2 separate regions of the Macaca mulatta genome follow, and region 1 is linked to region 2. A link is a contact called in public Hi-C data. All regions are on one chromosome and are shown on one strand. Each heading gives the region's core, a stretch centred on a gene start, on an enhancer-like site or on the middle of the called end of the contact. The rest is flanking DNA. Distances are from core to core; before and after follow the strand shown.

Region 1 (7,181 bases), core at 265-2,764, 140 kb after region 2:
TGTTCTGGATGAAATAAGGAATCCTTGCCTGAGAAACTCTTTCCACACCACAGAACCTCACCTGTTTGGCGGTCCAGGGCCTGGGTGAACTGGTTAATAGCAGGAGGCACTTTCAGCCGCTTATAGAGGATGGCTCTCTGCCGCTGCAACCTGATATAGCGAGGCCATTTCACAAAGCGGGTGAGGTCTCTTTTGGGCTGGATGTCCTGTCCTGAAAAATAAAGGGTGACATCGAGTGAGATTCAAATCCCATGTCAAGTTCATGTCTGGGGCCACCAAGAAGGGTGTTGGTGCATCAGCGATCTTGGTGGTTTAAAACGTCATCACCATCTTTCAGATAGCAAATATTCTTTTACATCATCTGCACACAAACACCTGAGAACCCGAGAGCACGATGCTTTTCCTCATCTAACAAGCCAAGGCGCCACCAAGTACAGCAGAATTGTTGTTCTAGTGCTTCGCCGTGACAATGCTACTGTACTTGTTTCCGGATGGCTAAGCTGAATCCAAGGTCACTACCCTACTGAGATGAATGCTCACTCAGCAACTCCCAATGAAAGCAAGGAACATGTATCATCATTACCCCCGTCTCTAAGAGACACGGGTTAAGGACTGCGACCACTTTACACCCACTAAAACCTACAGAATACGACACAACCCAATTACCCTTTTCCCTTGGGAAAACAGTTTTCATTCTGCCGTTACTCACCAATGCCAAAATTCTTAGGTCTTTTCTCAAACAGGGGATTCACCACTTTCTTGGCCTCCTGCTTTTTCACGACAGCAGGGGCCGGAGCCACCTTCTTTCCCTTGGCCTTCTTTCCTTTCGGCTGGGCAGAAAGGAAACGTCAGTTAAACCGCCGCCTCCACTCGTTTTGTCCGGGGTAGGTCTCAGGCTGGCTCCTCCAAAACAGGGCGCCGACAGCCCCTGCCTGAACGAGGCCGGCGAGCAGCGTTCTGCAGCCCCCCAGCACCACCCCTCGACAGGAGTGTCTCACATCAGCAAGAGCACGCAGCCCCAGGAACCCCGAGCGGCCGGAGCCCGGCTAAGCCCGAGGCTACGCTCTCTTCGCGTCGCCAACCCAGGAGACGCCCCGAACTCATGATCCCTCTGGATCGCTGCCCCGCAGGTTCTGGAAGCAACGGGGAGGGCTCAGAACTCGTCACTCAAGACCTATGGAGCGGCCCCCAGGAAGCCCAGGAGATGCTAAGGCTCCGGGCGCCTCGGCCCCGTCCACTCCGAACCGCGCATTGCGGCGCTCCAGGCCCTCCTCCCCCAGCCCAGCAACACCGGGATCAACGCATCCCACTCCCGGCCGCCCGGGGCTCTAGTCCATCTCAATGTCTCCGCGCCACACCGGGCAGGGCTCTCCTGGCGCCAGGCGGAGCAGGAGGCCCTCCGCGGTCGCGCCTGGAGGAGGATGGCAGCGGATACACCAGAGACCTGGCTATAGTGGCACGAAAACAGCACTCACTCACCATCTTGGGCGGCGGGAGGAAAGAGAAAGAAAAGGGAATTGTGGGTAATTTGTATGCGGCCTTGGAGATCGCGAGAGTTGATACTGGCACGGGATTTCAGATTTAAAGCAACAGCACTCCTGTAAATGTAAAAATCGAGGCGGGGCCGAGAGGCTGCGGCGCGGCGGGGAAGAGACGCTGCGGCGGGCAGGCCCGGCCGGGGGAGAGACGCGGGAAAGTGCGGGTCCCAGAGGCACTTGTCCACCCCGCCCCAGGCCGACCCGGCGGACGCGGCATCTGGTGCGCGGGCGCTGGGGTGGTTATGAGGGTGTAGTGGGGAGTGGGGATGGAGGTGGGGGGTGTGTGGGTGCGTAGGCGCAGAGGTCGGGGATCCACTTTCCTACGTGTGACTTAATTCCCCCACCCCGTCAAAAATGGGCACAAACAACGCGAGTGCTTCCAGGAGTCCGCTCGGCCGTGCGCCAGGCCGCGAACCTAGGGGGCCCCGGACCCTCCCTGAGCACCGCGCGCAGAGGCCCGGCCCGAAGGCCAGGCAGGTCCAGCGCCGAGGCTGTCCAGTGCGGCTTACATCAGAGGCCGAGAGGCGCGCGGGGCTTGAGCCCCTTGTCCCGGTGGAGGAGCCATGAGGGATGTTAAGCGAGGGAGTGGAATGGCCCCCCCCCCTTTTTTTTTTGAGGTAGTCTCCCCTTGTCGCCCAGGCTGGAGTGCAGTGGCGTGGTCTCGGCTCACTGCAACCTGTGCTTCCCGGGTTCAAGCGGTTCTCCTGCCTCAGCCTCCCGAGTAGCTGGGACTACAGGCGCCCACCACCACTCCCCGCTAATTTTTGTATTTTCAGTAGAGACGGGGTTTCAGTATGTTGGTCAGGCTAGTTTTTAGTCTCAAACTCCTGACCTCAGGTGATCCCTGCCTTGGCCTCCCGTGCTGGGATTACAGGCGTGAGCCACCGCGCCCGGCCGGAATGACCACTTTTTAGGACCTCTTCGCCGCCGCGCAGAGAATGGAGGGAGCGGGGCAGCCGGAGTGGGAATGGAAGGAAAGCGTGGATGTAGGCGGTGCAGAAGGACTCCTCGGATGGGAGGGCGTGGTGAGGGTGGCGGCGGGCTAAGAAGTTATGCCAGGGGCTGGTGATGAGCTTGCAGGCCTCTCTGGGACACTCTGTGGGCCTGGATATGAAGTTTGGACTGCAGCCCTGGACAGGGCTTGGAGGGCTGGCCAGGAGTTCCAGGATGAGCTTGCTCTGGCAAAGGCGGGGCCAGAGGAGAGTCCTGGAACCCCCCTGCAGTGCCTGCTGATGGACTGAGTTCATCTGTGTTTCAGTGATTGACTTTATTGGCAGAAAGGGAATCCCCAGAAATCTGCTAAGGTTGGGGCATAGAGGGTGTGTCCTGCTAAGGTTGGGGCATAGAGGGTGCCTGGGTTGACTCTGCCTGCACTCAGAGGTCTGTGCTGCACTCTAAGGTCCCAGGTCTTCCCGCTGCGCTGCCTGAGGCTCGGCCATGGCCCAGCAGAGAGCCCTGCCCCAGAGCAAGGAGACGCTGCTGCAGTCCTACAACAAGCGGCTGAAGGATGACATTAAGTCCATCATGGATAACTTCACCGAGATCATCAAGACCGCCAAGGTGGGGGTGGGGGGGACCACCAAGGGGAGCAGGGTTTGGGAAGAGATGGAGATAGGAGAGGCCAGGGGCTGAGCAGCGTGAGTGAATAGTGTTCCAGGCAGGAAGCACCCAGTGCACAGGGAGCTGGTCAGTAGATACACCAAATAATGGCACGTCCTGGCAAAGCAGCGCAAGGGGACTCTGGCTGGACTGCCGCGGCCCCACGTCCAGCCCTTACTAACAGTATGGGTTTGGGTGGAGATTTCACTTTTTAGTGCTTTAGTTTCTCCTGCTTTGTGGGGTCCTTATGATGACCCCACAATGACCTTATGATGACTGGTGAGTTTACCTGTGTAAAACACTTACTTGGGCACAGAGCCAGTGAGCAGGAGAAAAGCAGACTGAGGGGAGAAGTGGGGGGCCCTCCAGGCAGGTGGAGCGGTTGGCACTGGGGCCTGCAAGCCTGCTGACTGCTGCAGCTGGGCTGGATCCTTCCTGGCTGCTGCAGACCTGCAGGCTCCATAAGCAATGATGATAAGTATGGACGCTGGCATGTACTAAGTGCTTGCCATGTGTCAAACCACGTTGTGAGGCTGTCTGTGCCTGTTCTGCTGAATCTTCATGAGGAGTCTGTGAGGTGGGCACTGTTGTCCTCTTCATTTCAGGAGGAAACCCAGGCCCAGGAGACTTAGTGACTTGCCCAAGGTGACTCAGCTCATAACTGGCTGAGCCAGGATTTGAACCCACAAAGTCTAGGTCTTAACCGCTGAGGGTACCTGACACCCACCCTGAGCTGAGCCCTTGCAAGACCTGCTGGGAAGCCCTGTCCAGGTTAGCCGAACACACTGGCTGGGCTCCTGGCCCCTCTGTTCACCATCTGAGACTCCTTGACCACACCAGTCTGTCCCAGCCTCGTTTGGCCACCTGTAAACCAGGGGTGGCAGGCCAGGCTTCTGTGAAAATGTCATGGGCTGATGGTGGTTAAGTGCGTGACACAGCCTGGCACCTGGGAAGTGATCAGGAAATGGTCGCTGAAAAAAAAATACATCATCCCTTCACTCATCCAGCAGTTTACCAAATGCCAAGCAAGTGACAAGGGTTCCCACCAGACAGGGCTCCCACAGCGCAAAAAGACTGGTCCAAGATAAGCCCCCATCCCTGCATGTAGCACAGTAAGCAGTGTGAGTTGCCTCCATTTGTCTTGAGCAAGGTGCCTGTTGTCTCTCATGGCCAGAAAAAGAGAGGATGGAATTGAACCTTGCCAGAGGTCTGGCTGACAGCGCTCAGGTCTGTAGACAGCACCACAGACAGGTTGTGGATAGTGTGGGCATCCTGGTCAGATGACAGTTACCGTAAGCTGGGCTGGGCCGGGCCAGGGGTGCGGGTGCCTTGACTGGGTTGATTCTAGGTTTTCTTGTTTGCCCCCAGATTGAGGACGAGACGCAGGTGTCACGGGCCACTCAGGGTGAACAGGACAATTACGAGATGCACGTGCGAGCCGCCAACATTGTGAGTGGCCAGGGTGGAGGGCACAGCCTGGGCTCCAGGAGCATCAGTCCCGGCTGGGGTTTCCTGGGTGGAGTGTAGGGGGTTCTGGGGCTGGTCTGCTCTTCTTCCCCCGAGGAGCAGAAGGAGGCAAATGTAGAGATGCTTTGGTTTCACCAGTCAACAGCTTTAAAGAATGAGGTGGGGGCAAATCATTTCTCAGGAGACTGTCCTCACGTAGGGCACTTGGAGGAGAGCTGGGCAGAAAGCCGCCCATACCCGTCCTGTAGCTGTGCAGTGGCCAGGAAGAGGGCAGCCCTTCCTGCTAACTCACGAGTTCCTAAGGTCAGTTGTGAGTGAAAAGACAAACAGCTGAATGGAACTGTAGGCGCCATTGGATTCCTTCGGATCACAGGAGAAACACAGCGAGCAGATATTCCTGCAGGTGCACGGCCAGGGCTCAAAATGCACGGCAAAAGGTCTCACAGGAGCTCTGCCCAGCTGGCAGCCATGCTGACCCCACCCCGGGGCAGGAGGCAAAATGGGATCGTAGTTTTATCTGTGGGGTTTGAGTTTTTCATGAGCAGAATGTGCACCTGCATGATTGGACTGGAGGCCAGTCCTGCAGGAGTGAAGCCAGAGTCCAGAGGCTGAGGGAGGGGAGGGCCTTCCCTGCAGAACTGACATCCTAGTTGGCTCACTTAATTCTCACAAATGAACCTGTGGAGGTCAGGGGTAGAGTCCCACTTTGCAGATGAGAAGCTGAGGCTCCCAGAGAGGCCATCCCTTGCCCCACATCAGCCACCTGCAGGCAGGGCCGCTGTCACCCCTCACCCTGTGCCCGCCCTGGTTCTGATGGCCACAGGTCCGAGCCGGTGAGTCCCTGATGAAGCTGGTGTCCGACCTCAAGCAGTTCCTGATCCTCAACGACTTCCCTTCAGTGAATGAGGCCATCGACCAGCGCAATCAGCAGCTGCGCGCGCTGCAGGAGGAGTGTGACCGGAAGCTCATCACGCTGCGAGACGAGATCTCCATCGACCTCTATGAGCTGGAGGAGGAGTATTACTCGTCCAGGTATAAATAGCGCTGGACTCCCCATGCAGAACGGGAGCCCGCCTACCTGGGCCTGGCCAGCAGGCAAGGCTGCCTTCTGCTTTTTCAAATTCTTGCTGGTCTTGGCAGTGGAGCCGTGCCTGGGTTTCAGAGCAGAGCTTCTGACCAGAGCGTTTGATCGACAGACAATTCACAACCATCTGCCAGGGCCCTGGGCCTTTCCCACAGTGCAGTGTGATGAAAACCACAGGACTCAATGCCAGTCGGATAGGCCGGGTCTGGAGAAGGGAGGCGCCTGGCTGTATCCCCCGCAGGTCCTCTTCCCAGAGCCTTCCTCCTCAGGCAGTGCCTTCTGGGGCTGGGCTGCTCCTGTTAGCTTCTGAATCCATATGTAGAGATTTCAGCCAAGGCTGGGCCAGCCCCTCTTGGGCAGTCAGGTCCACACCTATGTCCAGGGCACCAGGGTTACAATTCCATGTGGATGTCACCAAACCCCAGTGTGGAGGCAGGGACAGTCATAGGAGTGTGGGGGGATGAAGCCCAGGCAGGGAATGAGGGAATGGCCTTGAAAGCCGTTGGAGCTCTAGTTTCTGACCCACTCAGCCTTATCCACGGAGCTGGAGCCGACCTACATGCCAGGCCTCATGCTGGGCCCCGGGGATGCAGAAGGGTCAAAACCCATTATCCTGACCCTCGTGGGGCCATGTAAGAAGCTGAAACCTTTGGCCATTTGAGCTGGAGGGGCCCTGAGAAATCAGAGTCCATGTATCATTTACCTGGGGTAAACTTAGGCTGGAGACAGGGAAGCCCTCCACTCTGCCCCATTAGCTCAGAAAATCAAGATTCAGTCCAGCAGATGCAGTGTCTGTGTCCATCTTGTGCCTTCTCCTGGACAAACCTTCCTGGTGGTGGGTTTAAAATGCCCCTTTCTGCCCAGTGGCCATGCTGGGAGCCACAGATGTCCAGAGCCAGCATGACCTGGGACTTGGTTTCCCTGTCCTGGGCTCAGTGGCACTGCTCAGCTGCAGCAGTTCTAGAGTTTTCCAGGGTGTTCTGGGGGAATATTTGGTCCTCAGTACTCATTAACTCAGCAGATATGAGGCAGCATTTCCTCCACGCTAGTGGCTGAGAGGGGTCCTGGGGTGTTTCACACCCTTCTGGGCATCTCCTTCCACAGCTGTTGGGTTTGTCTGTTTCTTGGAGGCAGCCACTGTCGCTGAGGGCCCCTGGACAGAGCAGCTGTGGACCTGTAATTCAGCCTGCCTGCCTTGCCTTGGGGCAGGGAGAGAGGGAACCTGCCCACGGCCCTGCAGCAAAGCGGGGCGCAAACCCAGGACATGTGTGCCAGGCTTCCCATGCCCTCCCCCAACAGTCCCTTGGCTTCACCTAGAGGGGCTTCCAGGCCAGCCTGTGTCTCCTCCCGCAGGCATGTTGTCCACACCAGCGCCCCCTGGGGGCCTCACACAGCTCCTGTGGCAGAAGCAGTTGCTCCCTCCTCTGTACATTGCCTTTAAGCGACAAGGGCTGGGCTGAGTTTCCTCTGTCCCTTCCTGTTGGTGCCCCAAA
Region 2 (6,316 bases), core at 2,418-4,917:
CTGGTCTTGTAATAATGGGTGAGGAAACAGATTCTACCCCTACAGTTCGAAACAGCTTTGATGCCCATGACAGAAGATTCATGACAAATTCAGGTTCATCCACCCAACCTTTAACATTAAAAGGCTGGTAAACAGGGCCAGGTGCGGTGACTCACGCCTGTAATCCCAGCACTTTGGGAGGCCGAGGCGGGTGGATCACGAGGTCAGGAGATCGAGACCATCCTGGCTAACACAGTGAAACCCCGTCTCTAGTAAAAATAGAAAAAATTAGCTGGGCATGGTGGCAAGCACCTGTAGTTCCAGCTACTCAGGAGGCTGAGGCAGGAGAATGGTGTGAACCCAGGAGGTGGAGCTTGCAGTAAGCTGAGATGGCGCCACTGCACTCCAGGCTGGGTGACAGAGCGAGACTCTGTCTGAAAAAAAAAGGTGTTAAATGGTTCTGTGCAAGAGGGCTCACACCGGCTCATTCTTTTAGCAAAAAAACTGTGCTGCATCCATAAAACACTGCACTACGCGGCTGCAAAAAAGGACACATCACTGAAAATCGGCATATGGATAAATCTCACAAACATGCTGAAAAAAGAAGGCAGACAAAAGAATACTTCACATAGGTTCTCTTTATAAGACCACTCTAATCTATTGTCACAGAAAGCTTAATAGATTTATAGTTTACTGATTAATAGTTTACTGGTGAGCAGATTAATAGTTTACTGGTGAGCAGATTAATAGTTTACTGGTGAGCAGGGAAAGGAGGCTGACTTCAGACAGGCACAAAGAAACCTTCTAGAAGGGTGGAAATGGGCTGGGCGTGGTGACTCACACCTGTAATCCCAGCACTTTGGGAAGCCAAGGCGGGCGGATCACCTGAGGTTGGAAGTTTGAGACCAGCCTGGCCAACACGGTGAAACCCTGTCTCCACTAAAAATGCAAAAATTAGCCAGGTGTGGTGGTGGGTGCCTATAATCCCAGCTACCAGCCTGGCCAACACAGTGAAACCCTGTCTCTACTAAAAATGCAAAAATTAGCCAGGTGTGGTGGTGGGCGCCTGTAATCCCAACTACTCAGGAGACTGAGGCAGGGGAATCGCTTGAACCCGGTAGTCAGAGGTTGCAGTGAGCCAAGATCGCAGCACTGCACTCCAGCCTGGGCAACAGAGTGAGCCTCCATCTCAAAAAAAGATAAAAGAAAGAAACAGTGGAAATGTTTTATATCTTGATTGGGGGTGTTCGGGGTTATACAATTGTCAAAACTCATCAACCTATACTTAAAATGGATTCATTTTACTGTATATAAATTGTAGCTTTAACAAAGTTGACTTTTCTTGTATTTTCTTTTTTCTTTTTTTTTTTTTTTTTTGAGACGGAGTCTCACGCTGTTGCCCAGGCTGGAGTGCAGTGGCGCGATCTCAGCTCACTGCAAGCTCCGCCTCCCGGGTTCCCGCCATTCTCCTGCCTCAGCCTCCTGAGTAGCTGGGACTACAGGCGCCCGCCACCGCGCCCGGCTAATTTTTTGTATTTTTAGTAGAGACGGGGTTTCACTGTGGTCTCGATCTCCTGACCTTGTGATCCGCCCGCCTCGGCCTCCCAAAGTGCTGGGATTACAGACGTGAGCCACCGCGCCCGGCTATTTTTTCAAGAAGGCTCTCTCTCTCACTCCAGCACAAAACAGACTGGACTGCTTTGGTGTGATCACAGCTCACTGCAGTCTCAAACTCCTGGGCTGAAGCAATCTTCCCACCTCTGCCTTCCGAGTAGCTGGGACCACAGGCACTCGCCATCACACCTGGATAATTTGTGTTAGTTTTTTGTAGAGACAGGGTCTCACTTTGTTGCCCAGGCTGGTATCAGACTCCTGGCCTCAAGCAGTCCTCCTACCTTGGCCTCCTAAATGCTGGGACAGGCACACACCACTGTGCCTGGCCTAAAGTTGAGTTTAAAAGAAAAAAATACATTAAAAAAAAAGAGAAGGCCAACTGCAGTGGCTCACGCCTGTAATCCCAGAACTTTCTGAGGCTGAAGCAGGAGGATCACGAGGTCTGTAGCTTGAGACCAACCTGGCCAACATGGTGAAACCCCGTCTCCACTAAAAATACAAAAATTAGCTAAGCGTGGTGGCACATGCCTGTAATCCCAGCTACTTGGGAGGCTGAGGCAGGATGATCACTTGAACCCAGGAGGCGGAGGTTGCAGTAAGCTGAGATTGCACCACTGCACTCCAGCCTGGGCAACAGACCGAGACTCCGTCTCAAAAAAAATACATAGATATGTTTATATGTAAAAATGCATACATATATGCTTATATGTAAAAACACATACATATATATGCATACATGTAAAACACATACATATATGCATGTATTTAAACACATACATGTAGGCATGTATGTAAAACAAACATGTATGCATGCGTGTGAAACGCGTGTGTGCATGCGTGTGAAAACACATGCGTGTGTGCATCCGTGTAAAAATGCGTGCGTGTGTGCATGCGTGTAAAAATACATGCATATATGCGTGCATGTAAAAATACATATATGTGTATATATGGCCATGAGGACTGTGCAGCCTGATCACTATACCGGGTGTGCCTGAGTCCAAAGCCTATGATCTTGACGGCAAGAAAACGATGATGTAAAGGGGCTACAGGATTTAATGAGGGCCCAAATACGCAAAATAGGCACATGGAGAAAAGACTGGAAGAAAAGAGGCTAAAATGCCTTCAAGATCAGGCTGACGGGAGATGGATGTGATTCTCTTTATTGTTCTATTATGTTTTTATTTCAATCATAATAAGGGGAATTCTAACTTTTAAAAATGCTTTACTACGTTAATAGCTAAACATGGGAAATGACCCAAATACTCAGCAACAAAGGATCCGTTTAAAAGCGTGTGTGGCACGTCCATCCAGCAGAGCAGGGCGTGATTTCGTCCTCTTCCCGAAAAGGCCCAAAGAGAGAGGTGGAACTGCTGTGGGATTTTTTGAGGACGGGCTTCCCGGGAATTTTCCATTTCTGCTTTTCTTATTTTTCAATGTTATCTTACTACCTGGGTGACGTGTCACGAGTTCAGGTTATTTCTACCATCAGAGCCTGGGGTGGAGGATACAGACCTCGCCCACTGCAGCTGCCCACAGCGCCCCGCCCGGCCCCTCCTGCCTCCTTCGTCCCGCACATCCGCTGCTGCCCTGACACACCGCGATTCCCTGGTGCCAGGGAGAGCCAGGGCAGAGGTGGCCCTGAGACGCCACGCAACAGGGAGAGCTAGAGCATAAGGCGGAGCGAGGTGCGCATTCGCTGTGACCTGGCGAGCGGCTTCACCTCTCTGGGCCTCGGTTTCCACCCCGCGGGAGCGGGTACGACGGGGCCTGCGCGCATTGCCGCAGTCACGCCTGCAAGACCCGGGCCGGGTGAGCAGCTCCCGGCGCTCCGCGAGGACCCCGGACTATCTGGCAGGGGCTCCGCCCTGGGACCCCCATCCTGTCTCGGGGGCGGGACCTTTGGGTGCGCACGCGGTGCGGGCCGCGCCCTGGGAAGCCGGGTCCGCATCCGAGCATCAGGACAGCGTGCGGCCGCCTCATTGGCCGGCGCGGCTCTGCAGGGCCATCCCGCAGCCAATCGCGACTGAGGGGCGGGGCCTGGCCGGTGGAGCTGCGGGCCCGGTGCGGCTGCTCCAGTCTGAGCGCCCTCCGCTCGCCCGGAGAGAGACCCGGCCATGCAGGAGCCGCTGCTGGGAGCCGAGGGCCCGGACTACGACACCTTCCCCGAGAAGCCGCCCCCGTCGCCAGGGGACAGGGCGCGGGTCGGGTGAGAGTCGCTGGGTTGGGGACTGGGGGTGGGGCCTGGGGGTGGCTCTGGTTCCCTGCCGCCGGCGGCGCGCTCCCACCCTGGGCCTCCCCTGACCTAGTCGCCACCGAGGGGCCATCTGGCTCCCTCCTGTCCCGGACAAGCTACTCCTATTTAAGGAACCGGTGCCTCTAAGGGAAGGAACGATCCACGGGAGTACCGGGCCCAGCCCCCTACTGCCACAGACAGGAAGACTGAGGCCCCAACGAGCAAGGGGTCTGCCTGAGGTCACACAGCAAGCCTCCAGCCGCAGACCTGGGGGCAGAACCAGAGCCTCCTCTTCCGGAGAAAAGGCCCCAGTACCAGAGGCTCAGCCACGGCGATGAGCTAACAATGGCCTGGGAATTTCCCAGGGGAGCTGGGGCTCAGGCCCTGGGAACCTGAATGGCCTTGGACCCAGGCCTCCCCAGCACTGCCCGCTGAGCTGGGCAGCCACTGGGTTCAGAAAAGGCAATGGTTCCTGGAGGAGGGACTCAGAGACCCTGGTCCTTTTGTCCGCCACCATCACCAGGGCCCTGCAGAACAAAAGGGTGTTCCTGGCCACCTTCGCCGCAGTGCTCGGCAATTTCAGCTTTGGGTATGCTCTGGTCTACACATCCCCTGTCATCCCAGCCCTGGAGCACTCCTTGGATCCCGACCTGCATCTGACCAAATCCCAGGCATCCTGGTTCGGGGTAAGGACCATCCTCGGAGGAGGGTGGGTGCAGGGAGCAGGGACCTGCTGAGCCTTGTCCCCAGCTAGGGACCTCCCAAATTCTCCACCTTGGGAGCCCCTCCAGGGCTCCCCCCGCCCCCAGCCATCTAGGCCACTGGTGGGTGGGGTAAAGCTACAGGATTCCTCTGAAATGAGGAACTGAAAGCCAGTGGAGAGGGTGAAGGAAGGAGCAGGTGGGGAGGTGGCTGTCAGGGTCTACACTAGGTAGGGTTGAGGCTTCCCCAGGTCCCCACACCCACAGTTGGCTGGATGGGGGCAAGGGTATCAGGTGTCAGTGGGGAGAGGCACTGGCTGGGGCAAGGAGGGTCTGCAGGATAGATTGTGGGCTGATGGAGAGGAAGATCCCAAAGTCCCAGAGTCTAGAATTACAATCTTAATAGCCTCAGATGTAGTTACAACATAGTAGTTAAGATAAGATTTACTGAGCACTTCCTATGTGCCAGGCACGTGTTGGGCACTGAACGTTCATTGACTCCCAGGGCCAACCCCACGAGGTAGAACTCTCCCTGTAAGACAGCCCAAGAAACTGAGGCTCAGACAGGCTGGGCAATGTGCCCAGGTCCCACTACCAGTTAGCAGAGTCCAGAGGGGGTCCCAGTTGCTGCTGTACAGGGAACTTAAGAACCTCCAAATCTTAAAGCCCAGGGCCTTCAAGTCACAGAATTCTCCTGTATTAAAATATTAGACATTTAAACATCAGGCTGGACAGAACCACTGTGTACATGTGGCAGTGCCTCTTCCTTAGAGCAGAACTCCCTGTTTGAGCATCCCTAACAAATGGCTGTCCCTTGAAGACAGGAGGCTCCCTGCTTCAAGTGCTTGACTTGGTCAAGTGCTTGACCAGCTCCTGGGGTCGGCCTAGAGAAGAAGCTGTCCCTGGACTCTGATGAGAGTGGGGTGCGCAGTGCCCAGACATATCTGCCCTGCACCCCCTTCCCCTGCAGTCCGTGTTCACCTTGGGAGCAGCAGCCGGAGGCCTGAGTGCCATGATCCTCAACGACCTCCTGGGCCGGAAGCTGAGCATCATGTTCTCAGCTGTGCCGTCGGCGGCCGGCTATGCGCTCATGGCGGGTGCGCACGGCCTCTGGATGCTGCTGCTCGGAAGGACGCTGACGGGCTTCGCCGGGGGGCTCACAGCCGCCTGCATCCCGGTAAGGCCAGGCCTTCCCACCCAGGGGCCCCAGTGCCTCTGTATTGGTGCTGAGCCTCCATCTGACTAAGGCCTCCCGGCCTCCATGCCTTCTGGGCAATGAGAATTGTTTGCCTTCCCTGCAGATGCCCTCAGCTCACCCCCAGCAGGGCAGCTAATTTGGGGGAAATTGTCTCCAGGTCCCCGGCTGCCCCCACTCTGGACTTTCCAAGCCTTCTACCCCATTTCTTGACTGGTCAGATGTATTACTCAATTGGAGAAAATCCGCATTGAGCAATGGGTAGGAGAGGGAAGTCCCTGCCCGACACCCGCCCTGGGACCTTCTTATTTTATCCGGTACTCCACACGGGGCCTGGTGAGCCCAGCAGAGGAGACAGAACTCACTGGGAGGCACGGACTCACCTGCTCAGCCCTGGAGCCTGGGAGCCCTCGGGCCTCCTTCCCAGCATCATGCTGCTCATTTCCGAGCTAAGTCCTTCCACCCACCTCACAGTTAGGGAAACTGAGGACAGAGGGAGATCAGGCAGGCCGCCCAAGGTCCTGCAGTGAGTCATGACCAGGACACAGCCCCACCAGAAAGCCTCCACTTCCCACTTTCCGGGGTTCACAGGGG

What was found. A called contact is a pair of places that touch in the nucleus more often than the background predicts.
Region 1: a Hi-C map of fetal cortex germinal zone shows a contact between it and region 2, with 1.9 times the contacts expected there. The contact joins the promoter of RPL7A here to the promoter of SLC2A6 in region 2. A contact is called at or near these places in 2 of 14 Hi-C or Micro-C datasets (fetal cortex germinal zone and liver).

What each region holds. Positions count from the first base shown.
Region 1 is chr15:9,177,034-9,184,214 of T2T-MMU8v2.0, forward strand. RPL7A (ribosomal protein L7a) reads right to left here and starts at 1,515. Exons shown (of 8, transcript NM_001144039.1): 1 at 1,480-1,515; 2 at 710-830; 3 at 62-211. The coding sequence starts at 1,482. MED22 (mediator complex subunit 22) reads left to right here and starts at 1,631. Exons shown (of 5, transcript NM_001194184.2): 1 at 1,631-1,777; 2 at 2,938-3,098; 3 at 4,506-4,586; 4 at 5,428-5,636. The coding sequence starts at 2,976. It overlaps LOC114672900 (small nucleolar RNA SNORD24), which reads right to left and starts at 366; the gene lies at 292-366.
Region 2 is chr15:9,039,504-9,045,819 of T2T-MMU8v2.0, forward strand. SLC2A6 (solute carrier family 2 member 6) reads left to right here and starts at 3,668. Exons shown (of 11, transcript XR_013405324.1): 1 at 3,668-3,799; 2 at 4,350-4,512; 3 at 5,498-5,704.